Linked DNA regions of Mus musculus: regions 1 and 3 are each linked to region 2. The links are chromatin contacts, called in public Hi-C and HiChIP or PLAC-seq maps. All regions are on one chromosome and are shown on one strand. The core of a region is the stretch at or near the end of the contact, and the rest is flanking DNA. Distances in the headings are between cores, read along the strand shown.

Region 1 (3,100 bases), core at 353-2,852, 490 kb after region 2:
TGGGGACTGACCGACAGACTAGCAGGGAAGAGACTAAAAGGTAGAGGGAGGAAAACTCCCCAAAGGACAGGGCGGGGTTGGGTGGGGCCAGCTGCCTTCAGACTTTGTTTTGTAACAAAGCGCTCAAGCTGATGAGTGGACCAAGCCAAGCCTGGGAGCTGGCTGCCTGTCTGCAGAACTGGGGAAACACAAGCAGGGAATGTCCTCTGACATCCTCTTAAGTTGTATGGGTGTGGTGGCTCCTAGAAACCCAGGGCAGTCTCTGCAGGTTGTGCAACACTTCCAAGCAACCCTGGAGAGTATTAAACCTTACAGTTGCTGGAAGATGGTGAGCATCCCGGTGGCCAGCTCCAAAGGGAATAGTGGACTTTTTAGTTGTTGTTGTTCAAAGTCTCTGGTGGCACAGGAGTTGCCTAGTTAAGCTCTTTCCTGATTGCCTGGGAGCAAATTCCGTCCATTTGTGTTTGGGAGTGTGCCCTCTCAGAATCAGGACAAAAGGGTCTTCCGTGTATTTCCTTGCTTCTGTCCCTGAGTTTTGGGAGAGTGGACACTCTCTTGTTGCCCTACCCAGAGGCCCATCTGTAGAGTCTACTAGCACCTGCCTCTGGACCCTCTGCAGGTGAACGGCCATTCCCCTTGGCCCCACCTGGACATTTTTAGAGCGAGGCTTCAAGCCCGCAGTACCTGATTACCTGGGAAATGCAGAAACACCGGATTTATCCCATCTAGAGGCGCCAATAGGCACCTTCCCCGCCTTCTTTTCTCTTAACTCTCCCAGAGTTCTCTACAGCCAAGATAGTTATCGCTCTTGAAAAAGAATCAAGACAATCTAGTCTTTCAGGTAGCTTAGAGAGAGGCATGGACGTTTTCAGTTGAGAGTTCAGGTCCTAAACAAGGAATGTCCGACCTCCAGGTGCAGGGAAGACTCCCCACACCCACTTCCTCTCCCTCCGTAGCACCCCTTGTCACTTGTGGGACCACCGAAGTGGGAGACGCTCGACTGCCCTGCTGGCAAGGAGCCTTGCGGGCCGGGGAGGGCATCGAGTTACTCGAAAAGGTTGCTCCGCTCCTCCCTCACTCCTCTCTCACACTCGGGGGTGCTCCGGGTGGGAGCAGGCACAGAGCCCATCTCAAATACTCGGCGGTAGAAGGACCCGGGAGCGAAGTGCACAGCCGGAGCCACCAGGACCCTCGGCTCTCCCACCCACTTGCTCCTCCCGCCCACCTGCCAGTCCCGCCTGGCCAGCTGGCAGCCGCTGCGCCTTTCTCTACTCGCCCGGAGTCCGCCTGGCGCGCGCAGTACCAGCGGCTCCCGGCGCTCTCGGCCGCCGGGACACTCTCCGCCCCGGACGCCGTCTCGGGCCTGAGAACAGGTGGCCTCGGAGAGGAGCGCGCCGACAGTCGCCTCTCACTCACCCAGAAGATGAAGTTAAATCCGAAGAGCAGGTATTTGATGCACTTGCTACCTCCTTTGACCGGCATGGTACAAGCTGGAGTTGCGTGGGACAAGAGGCACGAACGACTGGGACAGAAGGGACTCGACAACCGACTGAGACACGCTGCGGCTAGGGGCTGGCCTGAGGCTCCACTTTTAAAAAGTGCCACTCCTTACGGCGCTCGGCCAGCTGCTATGCGCATGTGCGGAGGGATGCCGACCCCGCCCCCCGGCCCACCTGCCCCGCCCATGCTCTAATCCCCTCCCCAGACCCAGGTTCTGGGACTTCGGTTTCACCCTCAGTGCAGAGCTCTCTCTGCACCTAACTTTTGCCGTCTGGTTTCTAAGATCCTCTTTCCCTCCATCTTCCTTCTTCCCACCGTCTCGGGGTCTTTCCGGACCTCCGTACCCGACTTCTTTTACGGGGAGTTAAGTGCCGGCCTCGCCTTTCCCGTTCATCCTAGTTCATCCTGGGCTCTGCATAAGAGCTCACGTTGGAAGACCCCCAAGGGCCATGTAATCTTAAGAACCTTTTCAGATTCCCGAGGCAAGTCTGCGAGCCCCTATTTGCCTGGCTTGCGTTCTCTCTGACACCTCCTTGTAAACCTTTCTGGACTGAACGCACTTAGTTGAGCACGGTGGCCGCTAGAATGTTCTAGGTGCTAATCTGAGCAGTTCTACTTTGCTCAGAAACTTTCTACGTTCAGAGACTTGAGTTGAAACCCTTCTTCATCCTGTATTTACTCCGTTCATTCCCTGCCACACCTGATGCCACACCCCTACTCTGCTGCGCCTCCATGCCTGCAGGGGTGTATGCTGGCCGCCCTGCCTCCTTGTGAAAATTCTATTGTGCTTTATTATTTTTTTTATTTAAATCTATTATTATTTTGAGACAGAGTCTTACTATGCTGTCCTATCTGGCTTGGAACGCCCTGTGTAAACCAGGCTGGCCTTGAACTCATAAAGATCTGTCTGCCTCTGCTGGGATGTGCCAATACGCCCAGCGATTTCATTTCTTTTGAAGTAGGATTTAGCCGTTTGTAGACCTACTGACCCGGAATTTGCTTATGTAGCTCAGGCTATCTTCAACTCCAGTCCTCCTGCCAGAGCGGTTCAGGCCACCACGTCCTGCTCTGTGACTCTCTAAATTCTTTCTTGATTTTTTCAACAGGGTGAAGAGGCCCTTCTCAATATCCTTTACAGTTTTCTCTTCCTCACCCCTGCAGGAAGTTTCCTTAGCATTCTTCATTGCAAAAGCAAACCGTACTTATTACAGAAACATCAGAAAATATCAGAAAGCAAAAAGAATGTGAGTTAAAATTTTTTTTCCTGGGTTAAAGTACGTTGGAGGCCAACGCCACAGGAGACCCGGTCCCCAAAAACAAAAAATAAAAACAAGAAACTTTTTCACATAGCAAACCCAGCTCTGTTAGCATAGCACAGCTCTTGTTTTACTGTTTATCAGTAGACTGGCTTCACTATTTATCAGTAAGTAGACTGATTCATTAATAGACCCAGTTAAAAACCTTTTTTTTTTTTTTCCCACAGTTTAGTTTAGAAAGGTTCTTCACTGGGGAACAGGAGTCGAAAGCAACACATTCTGTCTTCCCTGAAGCAGCTTAGGAGTTGGAAGAAGGACGCAGGCAGGAGACTTGGAGGGTGTGT
Region 2 (3,023 bases), core at 371-2,870:
GAGTTCAAGGGCAGCTTGGTCTGCAGGGAGAGTTTCAGGATAGCCAAGGCTACACACACACAAAAAAAACCCTGTCTCAAAAACAAACAAACAAACGACAAAAACACAGTAAATGCTATGAAAAATTAAAAAAACCCTTTGGGTTGCAGCAATCAGGGAGTTTCCTGCAATAGTTTATAATGTTCATTTACGTATCAAACGTTTACTGGAATGCTTAACAAATTCTGGGATCTGGTGATACCATCGGGAGCAATTCAAAGTCCTTGCCCTTATGGAGCTGGGCAACAACACCAGGTGAGCTGTAAACAACAGCAGGTACGCTGAATGTTGTACTTAGAATTAAAACCCGGTAAGAAGATAAGAGATGTGGGTGTTGGCAAAAAGAAAAGACCAAAGTGAAAAGAGTAACGGAGTGGTCAGAGGAAGACCGATTGAACTTTGATAGCACCGATCCCGAAACCTCAAACAACTATGGGCCTTCTTACCTTTCTTGAATATTCAAAGAAATTAGTTTCCCCCACTCTAGCTCAGCAAAAAGACATTCGGGAAGATCCAAGAAAAAAGGGTAACGTCCTACAACAACCTAGTCCATTAAGAAATGAGCTGTGACTCCCGTCTTTTTAAGATTCCGCATGGTCGGACTGGAGAGATGGCTCAGTGGTTAAGAGCATCGACTGCTCTGCCAGAGGTCCTGAGTTCAATTCCCAGCGATCATGGCTCACAACCATCTGTAATGGGATCCAATGCCCTCTCCTAGTGTGTCTGAAGACAGCTTCAGTGTACTCAAATAAATAAAAAAATAAATAAATCTTTGCCGGGCGTGGTGGCGCACGCCTTTAACCCCAGGCAGAGGCAGGGGGATTTTTGAGTTCGAGGCCAGCCTGGTCTACAAAGTGAGTTCCAGGCCAGCCAGGGCTATACAGAGAAACCCTGTCTCGAAAAATAAATCAAAAAGGATTCCGCATGGTGAAGAGTTGGCTCAGCTGGCCGCTCCTCCAGAGGACCGGAGGTTCGGTTCCCAGATCGCACACAGTGAAGCTGGAAGCAGGTAGCGGTAACTCCTGTACACACACGGCATGCATAGGCACAGATAAACGCACATAAAAGTAAAGCAAATCTAGAAAAAGAGGGGCGATCTAAACTGTCTTTAGTGTCTTGATGCATAATTCATGAACCCGTCTAGCTTCCATCCTCCCACTTCCCCAGAGGTCTCTTCCGGAAGCCCGGGAACGCTCTCCTGATGCTCAGCTTCAGCCCTTTAACACACGCTGCCTTCACGTCCGGTTTGGGCGTCACATCCACCGAGCGCTCCACCGGTCCCCGGGTAAGGAGCTACTTCCGCCCTTACGTGTCGTAACTTCTGCCCTCAAGATGTCCGAGCCCTAACAGCACCGGATGTGCTCGAGCGGCTCTCGGAAGTGACTCGGACTCTGACCTGTTTCCCCCCCCTTTCCTTTCCTGCTGCCGCCCTCCCCCCGCTACTTTCCTCCCCCCCCCCGTTTTCGTTTCCGGCTCTCCCGCCTTCTCCGAGAAACGACTGCACATTGAAGCTGTTGGGGGGGGTGGGGGGGGAGTGGGCGTGGAGGACTCGGGGTTCCCGGGAGCACGAGCCGCAGCACCACTTCCGGGTGAGTGTCCAGGAGGGCGGGGGCCCCCCCACACCTCGCCTCGCGCCCCCGCCCTGCGGGTGTCTCGCGCGCCGCCCGGCCGAGCGTCGGGGTCCGTCTGGCGCCTGCGGTGCATGCCGGCGAGCCCCGCCTCGCGGTTCCGAGCCCGCGCCCCGCGGGTCCTCCCGCTCCCTCGGCTCCTTCCTTCCCCGGTGACCGCCGCCCCTCCCGCGCGCTGGCTCTGGCGCTGGCGTCGCCGCCGCCGCCGCCGCCTGGTGAGTGTCGCGCCGCTGCAGTCGGTGCGCGCCGCTGCCCCTCGCTCCTCCCCCCCCCCCTTTACCTCGGGCGAGTGGGGAGGGGGGGGTCCACGATGGGACTGTGAGTGCGACTGTCCCGGAACCGGAAGTGGCGGCGGTGGAGGAGCGGGCGCTGAGGAGGAATGGGGGGGGTTTAGGGGGCGGGTGCCTGTCTAGTGGGTGGCAGAGTTCAGCTCCCTGGAGGGGTGAAGGAGGGACGTCCCAGAGACCGGTCTTTGAGGAAGGAGTGGGACTTGACATCGGGAGGAAGGACCGGGTTCGGTGTCTCGGGGGAGCGAAGGTTTTAGGGGGACAGCTGGGAGCCTCCAGTATATAGACCACTGAAGGTTGAAGGAAGTACTTCTTGGCACAAGGCCTTGGGTAGGAAGGGGGCGAAGTCCTAGCTGAAGTGTGTGTGTTGGGGGGTTGGGGGGGCGAGGCTAGAGGAAGTGGCTGGGCCCGAACTTGGCACTGTGCCTGACACAGGGCTAGGGCATCCCCCCTACCCTCAGCTTTGCTTTCTAAAGCCACTTCCCAGGAGCAGGGACCTTCCTTCACCTCTGACTCCTGGTTCCCTGTAGCCCTGGGGGGAACGAAGAATTAAGTGTCTGAGCCCAGGAGTGGAACCCAAATGCTGCTAATAGAATTCATCTTAGTTTTGGGGAACTGGCTTTATTTCCCTTATGTACACTTAGTGGGTGTCACTCAACGCCTGTGACTCTAGCCCTTCCATCCTTGGATTGTTGGTTGGGGAAGCTGTCCGCTTTCCAAATTGCTGACAGTCAACTTGTGAGGCTCTCCACAGTTCTCTGGTGGCCTTTACATACTGGCCTCTGTAACCTAGACAATTTTGTTTCCAGAAAGTTCAGGAGCCCTGGAAAGGAGAAGGAATAAGACGACAGGAGGAAGAGAGAGAGAGGGTAAGACAATCTTGGTTTAATGATTTGGGGAGAGATGGGGTCATCTCAAATGGTTTTTCTTTTTTTTTTTTCCTTTACAGTGTGATAGAATTATTGAAGTAACCAACACCAGCGCTTGCAGAGAGAGAGATAAAAGCCTTTTCTTATTGTTTCCCATAGTACCCAGGAGGTTTTTGTGTAAAAAATTGGTAGTTTCTTTG
Region 3 (3,169 bases), core at 446-2,945, 280 kb before region 2:
CCCGGGTTCAGGCCCCAGCAGAGAAGGGTGTGGGGATCAAGTTCGGAATCATTTCAACTGTAAATACACAGACACAGGACAGGAACAGGTACGCAGAGCCCCAGAGTCCATAAGAAAACCCTGAGTTAATAGGGGTTGCCAGTCAGTCCCTGTGCTATACAGCTAAGACGAGCCCCAGTGTAATGAATGAGGGACATTTATCTCCATAACCTTCCCTTTGCACATGCTCTGAGAAGACCACAAGAGAACAGCCAGCCCAGCTATGGGGGCCGTGTCTTTGCAGCACTAGTTGGGGATATCCTGAGGGTCTCCTTAAGTCAGATAAGCCTGGGCCCTTCTCTACCTGTGACCACCTCAGCGACCTTGCTTTCACCAAGCTCTGTCCAGCCCCACCTCAGTGTGATGCTGAGAGAAGTCCCTGAGTACCCCAGTACCAGTGGACCTCTAAGACCTTATTAAGACAGGGACCTAGAGCCCCAGGCTGTGTAGAGGGCTGGAAGAAGGCACCAGAGTTCCATGGTAGGACAAGCTTTCTAGTAATAGGGCCGACCTGATGAGAAACACCAGAGACAAGGAGTGGCCTCTCTGTTACTCTCAGGATGAGGTTGCTAGGCAGCAGGAACCCTGCAGGAAGGCAAGGGGAACCCTTCTCTGGCTTCCTCAGGGGACAGGGGATTGGTTAGATACATGGGAATCATCAGCCTACAGAGGGAAGAGGCTGAGAACACTGAGAGAACAGGTGTGGAAGATCAGGGATGAAGAACGGACTGGGAACAGAAGGACACCTGGTCTGGATGTCCACTTATCTCAAGGGACAGGGCCAACCTGCAATGCCCCTCACCTCTCACTGGTGGGGTCCGAGCAGTTCAGTGGGTACTTAAGGTGGATGATGGTGCCATCTCGGTCCTGCAGGATGCCCTGCTGCTGCGTGTAATACTCGACCAGCTCTGTCAGCGTCGCAAACTTCTCCCCTCCGTACAGGTCATAGAAGTCCCCTGAGTTCTGGATCCGAATATGAGTCACCTGATCATCCACCCTGCGAGGCACCACCAGGTAGTGAGATACATGAGCAGCAGCGGGGTGGGCTTGGGGGGACAGGGGTCTCGATGCAAAAGCACATAGGCATGGAGTAGACATAGACAGTTATGGGCACATGCTAGGGCGACAGGCAGGGACAGAAGGGAAGAAATGTATCATGAGGAGACAACACAACCCAGGGAACCCAGGAATGCTCCGGACCCACACAATGAGCTGCCAAGGTGCAGGGAGGGCCACCCACCTGACTGAGAGGGAGAAGTCACCCTGGTTCTTGCGGCTGGGCCGAGCCAGGAAGCTCCCAGGGACTCCCCGGCCCTTCAGCAGGGTCTCTGCATCAGGCCCGCTGAGGTCCCGGTGAAACCACCTAAAAGTGCACAGGGCAGTGAGGGAATATCCCCAGGGCTCCAGCCACCCTTGTTTCCTATCCTCCATGGGTCCCAGGCCCTTACCTCACCATCCTGGGGTTCTCACTGAATTGGCTGCAGAAAATGTGGAGGGAACAGTTTGTCTGGGCAGGCACGTACAAACTCTAGAGATGAGCCTCAGGCAAGGCTCTCAGAGCCCAGGCCTCCAAAGCCAACCTGCAGTCCTGCTCCCCGGGCTACCACTCTACTGGCCTGGGGCAGCCAGCAGGGCGGAGACAGGAAGGGGCGCGGCCGACCCCTTAGGGGAACTCACTAGAACTTCTCTTTTCAGAGCGAGGGAAGAGGAGCTGGAGGGTGGCAGGGTGGGGGAGGGCCCACTTCCCACAGTCTGCCAACAAAGGCACAGGGGCAAGGCAGTAAATATTCATGACTCAAGAGGTAAGGCACACGTGTGGCAGGTCAAGAGTCACGCACAGTGAATATCCACATTATCAGGTCAACCCTTCCTCCTCCAGCAGCTGCCTCTACTCAGAATTATTCTTAGGCACAGTCTAATAATGATCGTGTGCAGTGGCACCGTCATTTAATGGAGTGTCGCAGCCTGCCAGACTCATTGCTACAATGTCATTTTCATGCCTCCTGTGAGTTACAGGTCACCAGGGCCTCATTCCTCAGGCACTATCTTTATCCCCACTTCACAGACAAGGAAACTGAGGCCAAGAAGTTTGAGGAATTGCCCCCAGGTCTTACCCTTAGTGAGTTGCAGGATTCAGACCTAAATAGTTTCAAAGCCAATGACTTTTGAATTCTGCTTGCCAGCCCTCAGGACCCAAAGAACAGTAGTCAATAGACTCCTTGTCCAAAGGAGATGCTATCATCACAGCTGAGAGCCCCCACAAAGCAACCTTGTGCAGCTCTGTCATCATGGGCCTAGGCCTCCTTCCTATACCCTGACTGTCAGCAGGGAGGGGTGGGGTGGGAAGGTATCTCCTAAAGGTTAGGGTTTATGGCCAGGGTCCCAACAAGGGCAGACGCTCACAGGGAGGGCTTTAAACTTTAGGAGCGCTCAGCCTTCAGGCTTATGGGACCTTGTGTATGTAAACCCCAGGATGAATACAAAAAAAGATGCAAATACTACCAAGCCAAGACCAGAGGGGAAACAAGCTGCCCAATTTATATTGGTATCTTCCTTAGCAAGGGACACAGGCTGCTGGAGAAGGGAGATGGGACAGAGCACCTTATATCTTTTAAGGGTTTATTGTCTGAGGTGTTTTGATTGGTTAGTTTTGGTTTGTTTGTTTGTTTGTTTGTTTGTTTGTTTTATAATACTGAAATTAGAACCCCAGTCCTAGCTGGGCATGGTAACCCATGCCTTTAATCCCAACACTTGGGAGGCATAGGCAGGCAGCTCTCTGTGAGTTTGAGGCCAACTTGGTCTATACAGTGAGTTCCAGGATATCTAGCGCTATATAGTGAGACCTGTTTCAACAACAAGAACAACAAAACCAACCCAGACTCTCAGTCCCTTAAACAGTGTGAGGAGCATCCTTGGGCAGGCATCCTTGGGCAGTGTACATCTTCCACCCTATTTCTTTTCCTTATTCATTTGATTCCCTTCACACTTCTGCAGTCCTAGGGTTTGAACTTAGGACCTCAAACTCGCAAGGCAAAGGCTCAACCACAGAGTCACACCCCCTGTTAGTTCTCTTTTTACTTTTTTGGAGATAGGGTCTAGCTAAATTGCCCAGGCTAATCTGGAACTCACT

The links. Hi-C and Micro-C count contacts between places; a contact is called where the count stands out from the background. HiChIP or PLAC-seq counts read pairs in DNA pulled down with a chosen protein or histone mark.
Region 1: a contact with region 2 is called in an H3K27ac HiChIP or PLAC-seq map of embryonic stem cells, with 5 read pairs. The contact joins the promoter of Cd9 here to the promoter of Zfp384 in region 2. A contact is called at or near these places in 1 of 39 promoter capture datasets (cranial neural crest) and 1 of 115 datasets of contacts at active chromatin or transcription factors (embryonic stem cells).
Region 3: a contact with region 2 is called in a Hi-C map of B cells, with 19 read pairs. The contact joins the promoter of Ptpn6 here to the promoter of Zfp384 in region 2. A contact is called at or near these places in 10 of 39 promoter capture datasets (the C10 cell line, cranial neural crest, frontonasal cranial neural crest and 6 more), 2 of 484 Hi-C or Micro-C datasets (B cells and embryonic stem cells), 9 of 115 datasets of contacts at active chromatin or transcription factors (the SCID.adh cell line, T-cell acute lymphoblastic leukemia, bone marrow-derived macrophages and 5 more) and 3 of 9 other capture datasets (adipose tissue, liver and pancreatic islet).

What each region holds. Positions count from the first base shown.
Region 1 is chr6:125,493,158-125,496,257 of GRCm38.p6, forward strand. It overlaps Cd9 (CD9 antigen), which reads right to left and starts at 1,603. Exons shown (of 8, transcript NM_007657.4): 1 at 1,417-1,603. The coding sequence starts at 1,482. It overlaps Gm26728 (a long non-coding RNA gene), which reads left to right and starts at 276. Exons shown (of 6, transcript XR_869432.2): 1 at 276-328; 2 at 2,607-2,744.
Region 2 is chr6:125,007,618-125,010,640 of GRCm38.p6, forward strand. It overlaps Zfp384 (zinc finger protein 384), which reads left to right and starts at 1,621. Exons shown (of 12, transcript NM_001372420.1): 1 at 1,621-1,882; 2 at 2,764-2,823. It overlaps 4930557K07Rik (RIKEN cDNA 4930557K07 gene), which reads right to left. Exons shown (of 4, transcript NR_130997.1): 4 at 2,559-2,777.
Region 3 is chr6:124,731,459-124,734,627 of GRCm38.p6, forward strand. It overlaps Ptpn6 (protein tyrosine phosphatase, non-receptor type 6), which reads right to left and starts at 1,696. Exons shown (of 16, transcript NM_013545.3): 1 at 1,488-1,696; 2 at 1,280-1,402; 3 at 842-1,036. The coding sequence starts at 1,495.